3 separate regions of the Bos taurus genome follow, and regions 2 and 3 are each linked to region 1. Evidence: chromatin contacts called from public Hi-C data. All regions are on one chromosome and are shown on one strand. Each heading gives the region's core, a stretch centred on a gene start, on an enhancer-like site or on the middle of the called end of the contact. The rest is flanking DNA. Distances are from core to core; before and after follow the strand shown. Region 1 holds the start of BHLHE40 (basic helix-loop-helix family member e40). Region 2 overlaps ITPR1 (inositol 1,4,5-trisphosphate receptor type 1). Region 3 overlaps ITPR1 (inositol 1,4,5-trisphosphate receptor type 1).

Region 1 (3,869 bases), core at 552-3,051:
CCGGGGGAGTAGGTGGGGGCCTCGGGCGGCCTCAGTGAGATTGCAGAGATCTGGAGCCGTTTGGAGGAGGCCCTTCTGCCCCAGGCTCCGGGCGATGGGTTAACGTCCTCCTCTCCTCCTCTGCCCAGACATTGTGGTTCACATTAAATTTTAAAAAAGAATTTTTTCTTAATACCCCCCCAAATTTTTTAAGCCCACACTTTCTATCTTTTCTTCTCCCGTCTCTCTGCCAGCAGCACCAATACAATTTTCCCAGTACTGCCTTCCCCTCATTTCCCAGGGTAAGCCCTTCTCAGAGGTTCCTGTGAATTTAAGAGCAGCATCTGTGTTCGATTCACCTACAGTGTATCTGGCAGCGTATCTAAGCACAACGCCTGGCACAGGGTAGGGGGCTCAACCAATGCTTGTCGAGTGAATGAACGCTAAGACGTCAGCGTGATGGGTAGTTTTTCCAAGTCTCTCTTTTCCATCCTGCCCCGGCTGCAGACCGCACAATGCGCTGCAGAAGTCCCCGGCAGGAGGGAGATGGCCGACCCCGACCCCTGGGAGCTCCTGTGCTGGGGGTCTCGGTCCCCGGCCGGGGCACAAGGGCTCACAGTCAGGAGCGCTGCGGCCCAAGCCCAGGCCAGGTGAAGTGTCACGCCCCGCGCTGCCGCAGGGCAAGCGCCGCTGCCGCGGTTGTGTAACGTTGCAGCCCAAGGGGAGGGGACCCGGGCGCCTCTGCTCCAGTGGGGGCAGAGGAGGGAGGAAACGCAGGGCACCGTGCCCGGTCTCTTTCTGTGCTTGATCAGCCGAAGTGTGGCCCGGGGCGGGGGGTGGGGGCACTGGGGCACCCTGGGGGGTGCGCAAGTGGGTGTCCGCCGGCACGCAGACTGTGCCCCGGGAGCGCAGCTCCAAAGAAGCCGGGGACCCGCGGCGCACAGCCTAGCGGGTCAGGTGCGCGCAGCGTGCTCCACGGCGGCCTCGCCTGCCCCTGCGCTTGGCTGCCAGCCCGCTTCCCATGGGGTGACATCCGCCCCGCCCCTCCTCGGCCCCTCCCCACGGCGGGCGATTCCTGGACTCGGGGCCGAGGGGTGGGGGCAGGGAAGCCGGCGCGGAAAGAAACCCCAGCCTCTGGGGAAGGCAGGGGGCCGGGCGACTCCCTCCGCTGCGCGCTGGTTCCTCTGAGCGGGCCGCGGGGGGAGGAGGAGGAAGAGGGTTGGGCTGGAGCTAGCGAGGGGATATTCCTCTCCCGGCTTGAGTCAGACGCGGGCGGATCCGTCCTCCCCCGTTCCCTCCCAGGAGACGGGAACTTACTTCATTTCCCTGGGGCAGGTTCGCCCACGTTACCAACCTCCCCCCACCACCTCGCTGGCTCCCTGGCCCCTTCCAGCTTCCGCGCCCCCCGCCCAGCTAGGCAGGACCCAGACTGCCCTGCCAACCCCCTCTTCGGGGAAAGGCAGCCACAGACACCTGGGGGCCGGGGCTGGGGGTGGGGGCTCCCTCGCAGCCGCGGGAGCGTTGTCCAACACGTGAGACTCATGTGATGAAGCCGGGGGAGGGCGGGCAGGTCGCTCCTTCCCTCCCCGGCAGCGGCCAGACGTGCCTGGAGTCACAGGGTAGAACACGTAGCTCCAACCCACCCACTCGCTCCCATTTAACCCAGCCCGCAGCCTCTCCATTACTCCTCGGCTCCCCCCCCATCCCCCCCCCACTCCGCCCTAACCGCCCCCCCCCTCGCGCTCCCTCCCGCCTCCCCGCCCGCCCCACTTCTCATTCACTTGGCTCGCACCGCGCAGACGGCACTGGGAGCACACACCGCCAGTCTGTGCGCAGAGCCGGAGCCAGAGGCCGCGGGTACACCATGCACGCCCCCAACTGAAGCAGTACCTCAAAGCCGCAGCTCTTCGCAGCCCAGCGGATTTCAGAGAGCTCTGACTCAGAGGAAACCCTGCGGAGAGACCCCCGAAACCTCCTCCACGACAGTCCTCACCCGACGCTCCACCACTGCAGACAGGAGCGCAGAGTGGCCCCGGCTCGCAGCGCAATGGAGCGGATCCCCAGCGCGCAACCGCCCCCCACTTGCCTGCCCAAAGCGCCAGGACTGGAGCCCGGAGACCTATCAGGGTAAGTTGGTACCCCTGGCCCCTTCAAGCCTCAACTCCAGTCCTGCCTTCTGCGCGGCTTTCAACTCCAAGTAGTTCTGGGTGCATCCGGGGGTTCTTGCCAGTCAGGGTTCCTGCAACCGATGCGCAAGTCATGACCCTTTCTCGTCCCTCTCCCTGCAGGATGGATTTTGCCCATATGTACCAAGTGTACAAGTCGAGGCGGGGAATAAAGCGGAGCGAGGACAGCAAGGTAAGAGCACCGCGCCCCTGTGGACCCCAGGCCCTCGCACGCGCTAAGTTTCCAATAAAAGTTTTCTCACTTTAAGGTTGGAGGGGAGTATGCAAGGTGTGGGCCCTGTGTCTACTGAGTGGCTTGGAGAAGAAGGAGCAGATAGGGTTCTGGGTGTGACTCTGCTCCACTGCCGGGACTCCTCTGCCGCGGGGTGGGGAAGGAGAAGCGCTTCTCACCTCCTTCCTCCCGCGCCCACCATCTCTCCGTGCGCTTTGCAGGAGACCTACAAACTGCCGCACCGGCTCATCGAGAAAAAGAGACGTGACCGGATTAACGAGTGCATCGCCCAGCTGAAGGATCTCCTCCCCGAACATCTCAAACTTACAGTAAGTGAGAAGCTGGCCCCTCTCCAAACCAGCTCCTCTGCCCAAAGGGCGGGCGAGGGTCACCCGCCGCCTGCAGGCTCTGCCAGGAACTGCAGACCAGATGGCTGGATCCTAGCTAGTGGCTGGCTCTGTTTGGGGGTACCCTTCTCCAGTCTCAGAATTTTCTGGCAACCTCGTGCAAATGAGATAAGAATCATTTGTACTTGTCCAGCTTGGCACCAACACCAGCCGGCCTTCCTTTGCTAGAGTTTAAGGTGATTCTCAGGGTTCTCCTTTTCCCACATTGAGCAAATCCAGCAACCCACTTTTTTTTTTTAACCCCCTTCCCCGAATCCCTTTTTAAAATAAGAGGACTTGTTTTGATGTGTCCCTTTTTTTTTTTACGTCCTGTCCTTTCTTGGCGATCCTCAATAGATTACTAGCGTGGCAGCCTTTGGTTGGGGAAAGAAGAAAAAAGTAGAATTTAGGAGAAAAACTAGTATTTAGGAAGCAACAAAAAAGCGTAGATGATCTAGAAGTTATGACAGGGTGTCAGGAAAGAAACTAGGGAAAGCCTTTTGGCTGCCAGACACAGTAGAAGTCTCTACTAGGGTTGACACCACTGCAGAGAAATGTTATCTCCGGATTCCCCTGAGTTAAGGTCAGCAACGGCTGCTGGAAAAATTTATCTGTCAAAGCTTTCTCCTGAGCTAGCTGCTACTTCCAAAATGCCTCCAAAGATGGGGGACACTTGTTTGCTGTCCTCTAATCAAAAATATATGCATATATACGTATTTTTAAACATCATCTATAAACTTAAAACTTAATTTAGCCAACCAAGAACAGTTTTTTTATCCCCCTTTAGAGACATTCAGTGGTGGTGGTTTAGTCGCTTAGTAGTGTCCGACTCTTGCGACCCCATGGAGGGTAGCCCAGGCGACTGACAAATCTCATGGCTAATTAGTATCCCAGAGGTGGGACTTCTCTGAGCTCACTGCTGACCGAGGCTCTTTTTATTCCAGACTTTGGGTCACTTGGAAAAAGCAGTGGTTCTTGAACTTACCTTGAAGCATGTGAAAGCATTAACAAACCTAATTGATCAACAACAGCAGAAAATCATTGCCCTGCAGAGCGGTCTGCAAGCTGGTGAGTACCATGTCTGGCTATCATCTCCTTAGAGTTCTA
Region 2 (3,869 bases), core at 662-3,161, 240 kb before region 1:
GACTGATCCCGGGGTGAGGTGGTAAAAGACAAGACGTGGGAAACACAGGCATACTCTTTTTCTCAGAACAGTCTCCATTACCGTATGGTCACTGAGCATGATCTTTCATGTTAGCAAAAAAAGTTACTTTGATAATAAAAATGTGCCGAGAAAATCAGTTCATTCATTTACGAGAACTATCCTTTGCTTGGGGTAGTAGGTATATGTGTTTATGTAGCTTATGTAGTTATGATTTGAACATATATGGCTTATTAATATGCTTATTTTTTTCCAAATTGTGGCTGACTGCCTTAAAAGAGCCAATCCTCCCAGAAATACAGCTGAAGTCCTCTTAGGAGGAAGTGCTAATAGAGACCGTTGGTTATTTTGCCAAATCATATGCCAAGCTTGGTTTGGCCTTTCCCATGCCTGAAATCATTCTGTGTTCTATTGGGTTGTCTTATTTAGGGAACTTAGCTGTTTGATGTTACGGAATAAAGTTTACTGAAAATATACCAAGCATAACTTAATGTTTTAGCTGGAAGGAATCCTTATAATACCTGCTCCAGTCTCCTTGAACTACAGGTCAGGCGGTGGAAGCCCAGACAGGTTCAGTGACTGGCTGAAGGTCATACACCACCAGTCCCTGCATGAGCCGCCATCAGGCAATACCCATCCATTGTTTTTGGTTTTTCCTTTCTTTTTTATGAGTGGATGACATTAAAAAATTGTCCTCCTGTATAAATAGTGGTTCTTGAAGAAGAAAAAATTTTCTATTGTCTCAGAGGTCTTCCAGTAACGTTCTAGGAGAAAAGGTCATTAATCTTAATTTTCATTTCAAAAATTAAACACCAATATGACAGCAGTTTAGGGAGGCAGTTGAGTACCAGTCCAATCATAAAACATACCAGAAACCACTGATCTCTTGAGTGCTTAAGAAACAATTCTGTGAACATTCTGAAAGAATTCAAGATGCTTCTTTGGACATAAGGGATATCAAACAAGAGAATTTTAAAAAGACACACGAGTTCCACTCCATCTTGTTCTTTAACTATTATTTTGATTGGCAAGGCAGTAAGAGGGTAGCTGTGTGGCTTCCTATAGTAAATCCGTGTCTGTAATCCTTTTGTTCTGATCATATAGAATCGGTATGAAGGATATGTTGGTGGAATGTGGCCAAAGCTGACTGTAAATGATAGTACTTTTCTCCATCTGTGTCTCCGACTGCTCCAAAGCGCATGGGAACTTGCCTTCATTCTTCTTTTCCTCGTGTGTCCTTTTTGCACGAAGGGCAGATGGTGCATGTGTGTGCACAACTTTACTTCTTCAGCCTAAAGCCTACAGAACGCAGGGGTGGGGTTAAAACGCAGTCTTGGCTCATGATATCATTTATATTATCTGCAGAACACATTCCCCTGAGCTCTAGTTTTGTTTCCCTCACCACACTCAAGTCCTCTCTTAACACCCTGTGCCTCCCGACCCCAACAGGAAGCTAAACACACTGGAGAGAAAGTTGCTCCTTGAGGCAAGTGGAGCTGCACTTATGTCTGAGGGCTCTTCTGTCCAGAACTGAGTGAGCAACTCTCCACATCTGCCTGTTCGTCCTTCATAAAATAATTTAATCTTTGTGGTTGAAGAGATCCCTTATATCTTTACTTCATTTTACCTGTTGGCAAATAGAGAAAAAAAAAAAGAAATTATTAGGTTACAAAATAGCAGTCTTATATTAAGAGCATTTTTTCCATCTTGAGGGTCACACCATGAAAGGGGTATCAAGTGTTGAGCTGGGTTGTGAACCCACAAGATTTCCCAGCTCCCATCCCCACCCCACGCTTTTAGCACCTGCTCCAGCTCACCGCCAACAGCCGCACTCTGGCCTCGGGAGAGGTCTGTTGTGTCTCTGGAACCCCGCCAAGGGAGGCCAAGGTCACTCAGTGGCAGTGTGAGCCTTGGCTTCACTCCACGGCCCCAGACCGCACCTTGAACCCGCCAGCCATGCCTGGTGTGTGACCACGGCCCAGGGCGGGGTCTGGCAGTTCCATCCGACATCCGTCTCCGCCCCGAGCACGTGCCCTTTGGTGGCCAGATTCGTGGTGCTGCCGTCACGTGGAGCTGTGGGCTTTTTCAGCCACTACATGCATCCACTCCATGGCCAGTTCTTTCCCTCAGGGCCGTCATCTTGTCTCTCATTTATGGGTTGGACATAATGAAATTCAGAAATCATCAGAGGTGTGGGGTGTCCATGTGGTATGGCAGGGGCAGAACTGGGAACCTAGTATCCCTGGAGCCCTGAGGGAAGTGTGCGGAGGGAGGAGAAACCAGCCGAGAAAGCTGCAGCCAGGAGCCTTCCTTTCTCCTCCCAGAGCCGCAGGAGGGGAGAGACGTTTTCAGTCCCTAAGCCAGAGGTGGGGTGTCACCCTCTGATGCAAGGCCAGGATATGGGGAAAGGAGAGGCTGGGAGGACGCACGTGCCCACTGGAGAAGCTCATCACGGGCAGGCAGTGGTGCAGACCTTGCAAGGGCTTTGAGCCCCCAGGAAGGGGAATGCACCAGAGGCCCCCGTGGTCATCATCCGCCCACCCTCCCTTCCCTGAGCCCCTGGGGGCATGTGCTGGATCACTTTTCCTCTGTGGACAAACAGAACGTAGACGTGCAGTACCACTGACTTTGACATCTTTCATTACTTAAGACATAGCTCCTCCTTGATCAGTGCTAGGCTTTTTCTTTCTTTCATTTAGACGTGTTTCCACATCTCAGGCCAGTCATCTCTCCCAGCGCAACCACGTTAAGTTCATTTTAGAAGTGAGGGTGTCTTCCACCTTCCGCAGCTGAAACCCCCTTCAGTGGGTGTGACAACCCAGTCGCCTCATCGTCAATTTTGTCCCCAAGTGTTGGTCTCTGGACTTCTTTGTGGTCACCAGATGCATGTGCTGTAACTAACCTGCTTCCTTTTACTCCCAACCAGCTTCCCCAAGCTCCGGATTCTGAGAACTCCACCGAGGTGTGTGTCACTCACCCGTATTTGCGATGCCAGCAAATACAGGCGCTTGTCATTGTTGCCGGTTGGGTGTGAACTGTTGTGGTGAAATGTCTGTCTCTTGGGACGGTGCAGGAGGGATGTGTCTAGCCTGGCTGGGATCTGATCATTGCTATAATTGGGTGGCCCTTGGTGTAGAAAGTTCTGACAAACTTAAGCCACAGTGTCCTGCCGGTGAAGGCTCATGGACTCTGAAGGTTTTGCACAAAACCCTTCAAACTCCACCTTGGCCGAGAAACTCTGGACAGTCCAGACCTTTCTGCTATTACACAAAACAGAACTTTGGGTCCTGCGCAGAGGGGAAGCAGAGTTCAGGTTCGGGGTATCTGTGTTATCATTTGGGTGACGCTGTTGATGAAGGAGTAGTTCACAGCAAACTGTCTCTGTTCTTCCTGTCGCTAGCTCAGCTTGCTAAATGCGGGACTAGAATTCATTAAGGCGTCTAAAGTTACCGAGAAGCTTTTTGTGGGAGGCATCCTTCCAAGGATCAAAATTTACTCTCCGAAACTGTTCTAGAATCACAGGAGTCAGAGCTAAAATGTGTGCTCAATCTGAAAGGAGATCTTAGAAATGAAAATGATGATCAAAGAGCTGAGTTCCAGTGGGCATGCTTTGTAATAATCAGTCCTCTAATATTCTAATCAGAGCTCTTCAGCACTGGTAGCCTTGATTAGAATGCTGTGGGCTGGGGCGAAACGTAGGTCTCACGTGTGTGTTGGGAGTGTGTGCATTGACGTCCTCATGCACGTGCTGAGCAGTAATCTGTGGATGAGTCGTCCAAGGACATGCCCGGTTGCATCTTGCATTACACCCCCTTTTTGGGTTCATGTAAATGTACATAACGTTGAACTTC
Region 3 (3,869 bases), core at 649-3,148, 150 kb before region 1:
TCCTATTACGAGAGAGAGAGACAGTGATCATACACTTGAGTGATCCCCAAGTGCTCGTTTCCCTCAATTAAAATACTTGACACTAGTAAGTGAAATATTACTGGTTTTTCATCAGATAGCCAGGCACCCTGAGTCCAAGGAGCAAACTAGAATTGTGACTAAGCCAGACAAGCCTTTTTCTCCCTCCCAAAGTCTGCATTCTTGGCATGTAACCCAGCCTCCAAGTTGACATTCACTGCCAACCATCTTAGGGTTCTGAACTAAACTGATCTGATGCCATTCCTGCTTCTCACGCAGACTTGGTCTAAATCTTGCTGGAGTCTGTGTGTTCAGTAGTATCTGTCAGGGAGTTTCAGCTGTTTGTCTTTAAAGTTGGAGAGGTGCTATTTAAGTGCGATATTTCTAGTAAGCTTACAGGAATTGACATTTCTGGCTTTTTTCCCATCCAGATCACCCAACGAAAGTGTAAATTGCATCTCTGCTTCGGATTTATAGGCAGGATTGGAGGGTGTTATTTATGTAAAGAATTGTTTAATCAGCCGTGAATTTGGGACTTCAAACATTTTAACCATATGCTGCCAGATTGTTCATCATAAAATTGCCTTCTCTCTCCCAGAAGCCAGCGAGAGTTTGGCAAGTGAGTTCCTGTACTCTGACGTGTGTAGGGTGGAGACTGGGGAGAACTGCTCCTCTCCGGCACCCAAAGAAGGTAGGACCTCGCAGCCTTAAGCCCCACGTTAGTGCCAGGCTCCCCACAAGGCTTAGGTGCACGTGACATTGGAAGCAGATGAAAGCAGACTCACTGCTCAGACGGCCAGGAGCAAGGAGGAGAGGCAGGGAGAGAGGAGGGGAATGAAGGGGGGAGTCTATATGGGAATAAAATGGCGGCTTAATTGTTCCAGTATTTACCGAGTGCCCACTGTGTGCCTGGGGCTATGTTGTATTCTATTGTTGTTGTTTACTCTGTAAGGCGTGTCTGACTCTGCCTTGGAGGTAGAATACAGCATGACTAGGGAAATGATCATGAGGAGGAAGAGTCGGAAGAAACGAAGCCAGAGAGGTCAACAAAGGACCAGATTTTGAAGGGTCTGCAGGTCAGGTTAAAGCTTACTCAAAGGTTGATCCAAGTTGTTGAGAGGGGAGTGATATGACTTGACTGGTGTTTTAGCAAGACCTTTCTGGCTGCAGCTGGAGAAAGAACAAGGCAGTCAAAAAATTTTACCCCCTGAAGACTAGTCTCCAATTTAAGGTGTAAAACGATTTGTCCACAGAACCAATTGTAAAAGGTTGCTGCTGTTGTTATTGTTATGTAGTTGCTAAGAATCTTCTGTGAGACTCTGTGACCCCATGGACTGTAGCCCACCAGGCTCCTCTGTCCATGGACTTCCCAGGCTTGAATACTGGAATGGTTTCCCATTTCCTCCTCCAGTGGATCTTACCAACCCAAGGATAGAACCCATGTCTCCTGCATTGGCAGGCAGATTCTTCACCACTGAATCACTAGTGAAACTCATAAACAGCTATCTAAGTTGAAATGTCTGTTCAGCGCTGAGACTGGAGTTGAAAGTCTGAAAAGTTTACAGTATTTTAGATTTAATGGAGGTAAGGGCAGTTCTGGGCTTGAGAAATGAACAGGGTTTAGTGAACACAGTGGTGACAAAGAAAGCCTTTGACGCTTGATTCCTTTATTTTATTCTCCGGCTCCTGTCTGTCCGCTGGTGAGATGGCATTCAGGAAGCTTGATCTGCAAATCCTGGTCTGTCTTGCCGCTCACGTTCTAAATTCCCCCTGACTTGCCATGTTCGCAGAGCTGGTCCCTGCAGAAGAGACAGAGCAAGATAAAGAGCACACGTGCGAGACGCTGCTGATGTGCATCGTCACGGTGCTGAGTCACGGGCTGCGGAGCGGGGGCGGAGTGGGCGATGTGCTCAGGAAGCCATCCAAAGAGGTAGCTGCGCCCCAGGGGAAGGAAGAGCGGGGGGCGGGGTGGCGGGGAGAGCGCAGCGCAGTGGGCTCCAGCGTAAACTGCAGACGCGGGGGCAGCGCCAGCGCCGAGAGCGGTGACGGGTAGACGCGCAGAGCCAGCTGCTTAGGGCTCCTTTTCACTCTGGTTCTCATCAAAATGTGATGCTGGGCGGAAGCCCCCCCCCCGCTCCCCGCGCTGTGGAAAGGGGCAGCTTCCGCCCTCCCCTCCGTCTGCTAAAATGATTCTTTTCTTCAGGCCTGTCTGGCCTTCCTGAACACATTTGCAAACCCTTTAGATCCCAGGAAGTGGGCAGGTGCCACGTGACACTTGGAGAACTCACGATATACCCAGGGGGTGTGAAAAGAGATGAGGTTGTGGCTTTTACAGCTTGATGCCCAATGTGCTGCTGGGGGTGGGGGGAGCCAGGGGGCTTGGGACATCTGATTCGGGTGCATTCAGTCCCACTCCTCTGCCCTGAGGTCTGCAGACCCAGGGGTTGGGTAGGGGGGTACCTGCTGACAGGTTACACCACCTGCACCCCCACCATCCCTACCCCCCCACCCCCACTCCTCTTTTCCAGGAGCCCCTCTTTGCTGCTCGAGTGATCTATGACCTCTTGTTCTTCTTCATGGTCATCATCATTGTCCTTAATCTGATTTTTGGGGTCATCATTGACACCTTTGCCGACCTGAGGAGTGAAAAACAGAAAAAAGAGGAGATATTAAAGACCACGTGCTTTATCTGCGGTGAGTGGGGCCCCCGGCTCTTGCTGGGGGGTTGGGATGGGGTGCTCTGGCTCACAGTGGGAGGGGCTGCTGCCTTCCCCCACGTCCCTGTCCTTGACTCTCTGCTCTGGGAGAGAGTCTGCTCTGGGCCTCTGCTCTGTTCTCCTGGGAAACATCTGCAGCACCATGGATTAGTGGTGCAGTTGCTGGTTGGTTTTAAGAAATAAAGTTTGGGGTAGCAGAAACATCGTTGTACATTATTTGAAATGTATGTGTCTTCGGGCCTTTTGGTTGTTGGGCTGCCAGACTATCTCTTGTTCCCATTCTAATTAGAATGGAGCTCTTTCACTCAACTCCAGCCTGTGGATGTCTTCACTGCAGATGGTATCAGGTTTTCAGTGGAAATACAGCCCTCTTAGAGCATATGGCGGAAATGCTCACAGCTTGGAAGTCAGACTTGTGTTCTGATTAAGCCTCTGACACTTATGAGCCATGTAACCATGGTACAGTCACTTCACTTCTCTGAACCTTTATTGCTCATCTGTAAAATGGGTACAATAATGTACTTCTCTGCATTATCTTAGGACTTAGTTGAGGTAGTTTATGAAACAGTCCTAGCATAGAGCCTGTACAGTGTAGACACCTACTAATAAGTAGTTAACTGCTATGCAAGAGAGGTGCATGGGGTACCAAAGAAATCATTGTCAGTCTAACTCCAAGGAAATACCTGTAAAATGCAAAGTAATCATGTAGGAATTTGGGAGCTAAGTAATCATTTCAGGATTGTTCCTAATATATCAATGGTTACTAAATACATAAATTTCTCACCAGTATGTATACTCAAAGTGATCACGTTTCCATTTTTAAAACTAAGATCATAGCTTTTTGCCCCTTAAAACCATTTAAACCTTGTCATTTTGACAGTTCCAGAGTTTCAGAAAAGTCACAAGAATAGTACAAAGAATTTTTGTGGACTCTTCATCCCAATTCCCCACATATTGAAGTGACACTTTAATATGTTTATTATCATTTTCTTTATTCACATACACACTGTTTCTCTGAGCGATTTGAGAGTGATTGACATGGTGCCCCTTTATCTCTGTTTCAATACTATATATGTCCTAAAGATAAGCACCTTCTCTTACACATGCAATATAATTATGAAAAGTGGGAGATTA

The links. Hi-C and Micro-C count contacts between places; a contact is called where the count stands out from the background.
Region 2: a Hi-C map of liver shows a contact between it and region 1, with 3 times the contacts expected there. The contact joins the enhancer-like site here to the promoter of BHLHE40 in region 1. A contact is called at or near these places in 2 of 11 Hi-C or Micro-C datasets (liver and skin fibroblasts).
Region 3: a contact with region 1 is called in a Hi-C map of an unstated tissue, with 2.6 times the contacts expected there. The contact joins the enhancer-like site here to the promoter of BHLHE40 in region 1. A contact is called at or near these places in 2 of 11 Hi-C or Micro-C datasets (skin fibroblasts and an unstated tissue).

Annotation. Positions count from the first base shown.
Region 1 is chr22:21,404,197-21,408,065 of ARS-UCD2.0, reverse strand. It overlaps BHLHE40 (basic helix-loop-helix family member e40), which reads left to right and starts at 1,801. Exons shown (of 5, transcript NM_001024929.1): 1 at 1,801-2,106; 2 at 2,268-2,337; 3 at 2,598-2,705; 4 at 3,707-3,830. The coding sequence starts at 2,027.
Region 2 is chr22:21,640,158-21,644,026 of ARS-UCD2.0, reverse strand. The region is part of intron 39 of ITPR1 (inositol 1,4,5-trisphosphate receptor type 1); the gene reads left to right. Among named protein-coding and RNA genes, the nearest start is that of MIR2285AM, 160 kb to the left of the region's middle. Within about 2 kb of position 1,911, at least 15 of the 102 cell types and tissues checked have an H3K27ac peak or open chromatin away from gene starts, as enhancers often do. A contact at or near this core is called in liver, where this site is marked.
Region 3 is chr22:21,554,875-21,558,743 of ARS-UCD2.0, reverse strand. It overlaps ITPR1 (inositol 1,4,5-trisphosphate receptor type 1), which reads left to right. Exons shown (of 59, transcript NM_001435139.1): 54 at 617-709; 55 at 1,809-1,948; 56 at 2,547-2,712. Among named protein-coding and RNA genes, the nearest start is that of BHLHE40, 150 kb to the right of the region's middle. Within about 2 kb of position 1,898, at least 49 of the 102 cell types and tissues checked have an H3K27ac peak or open chromatin away from gene starts, as enhancers often do.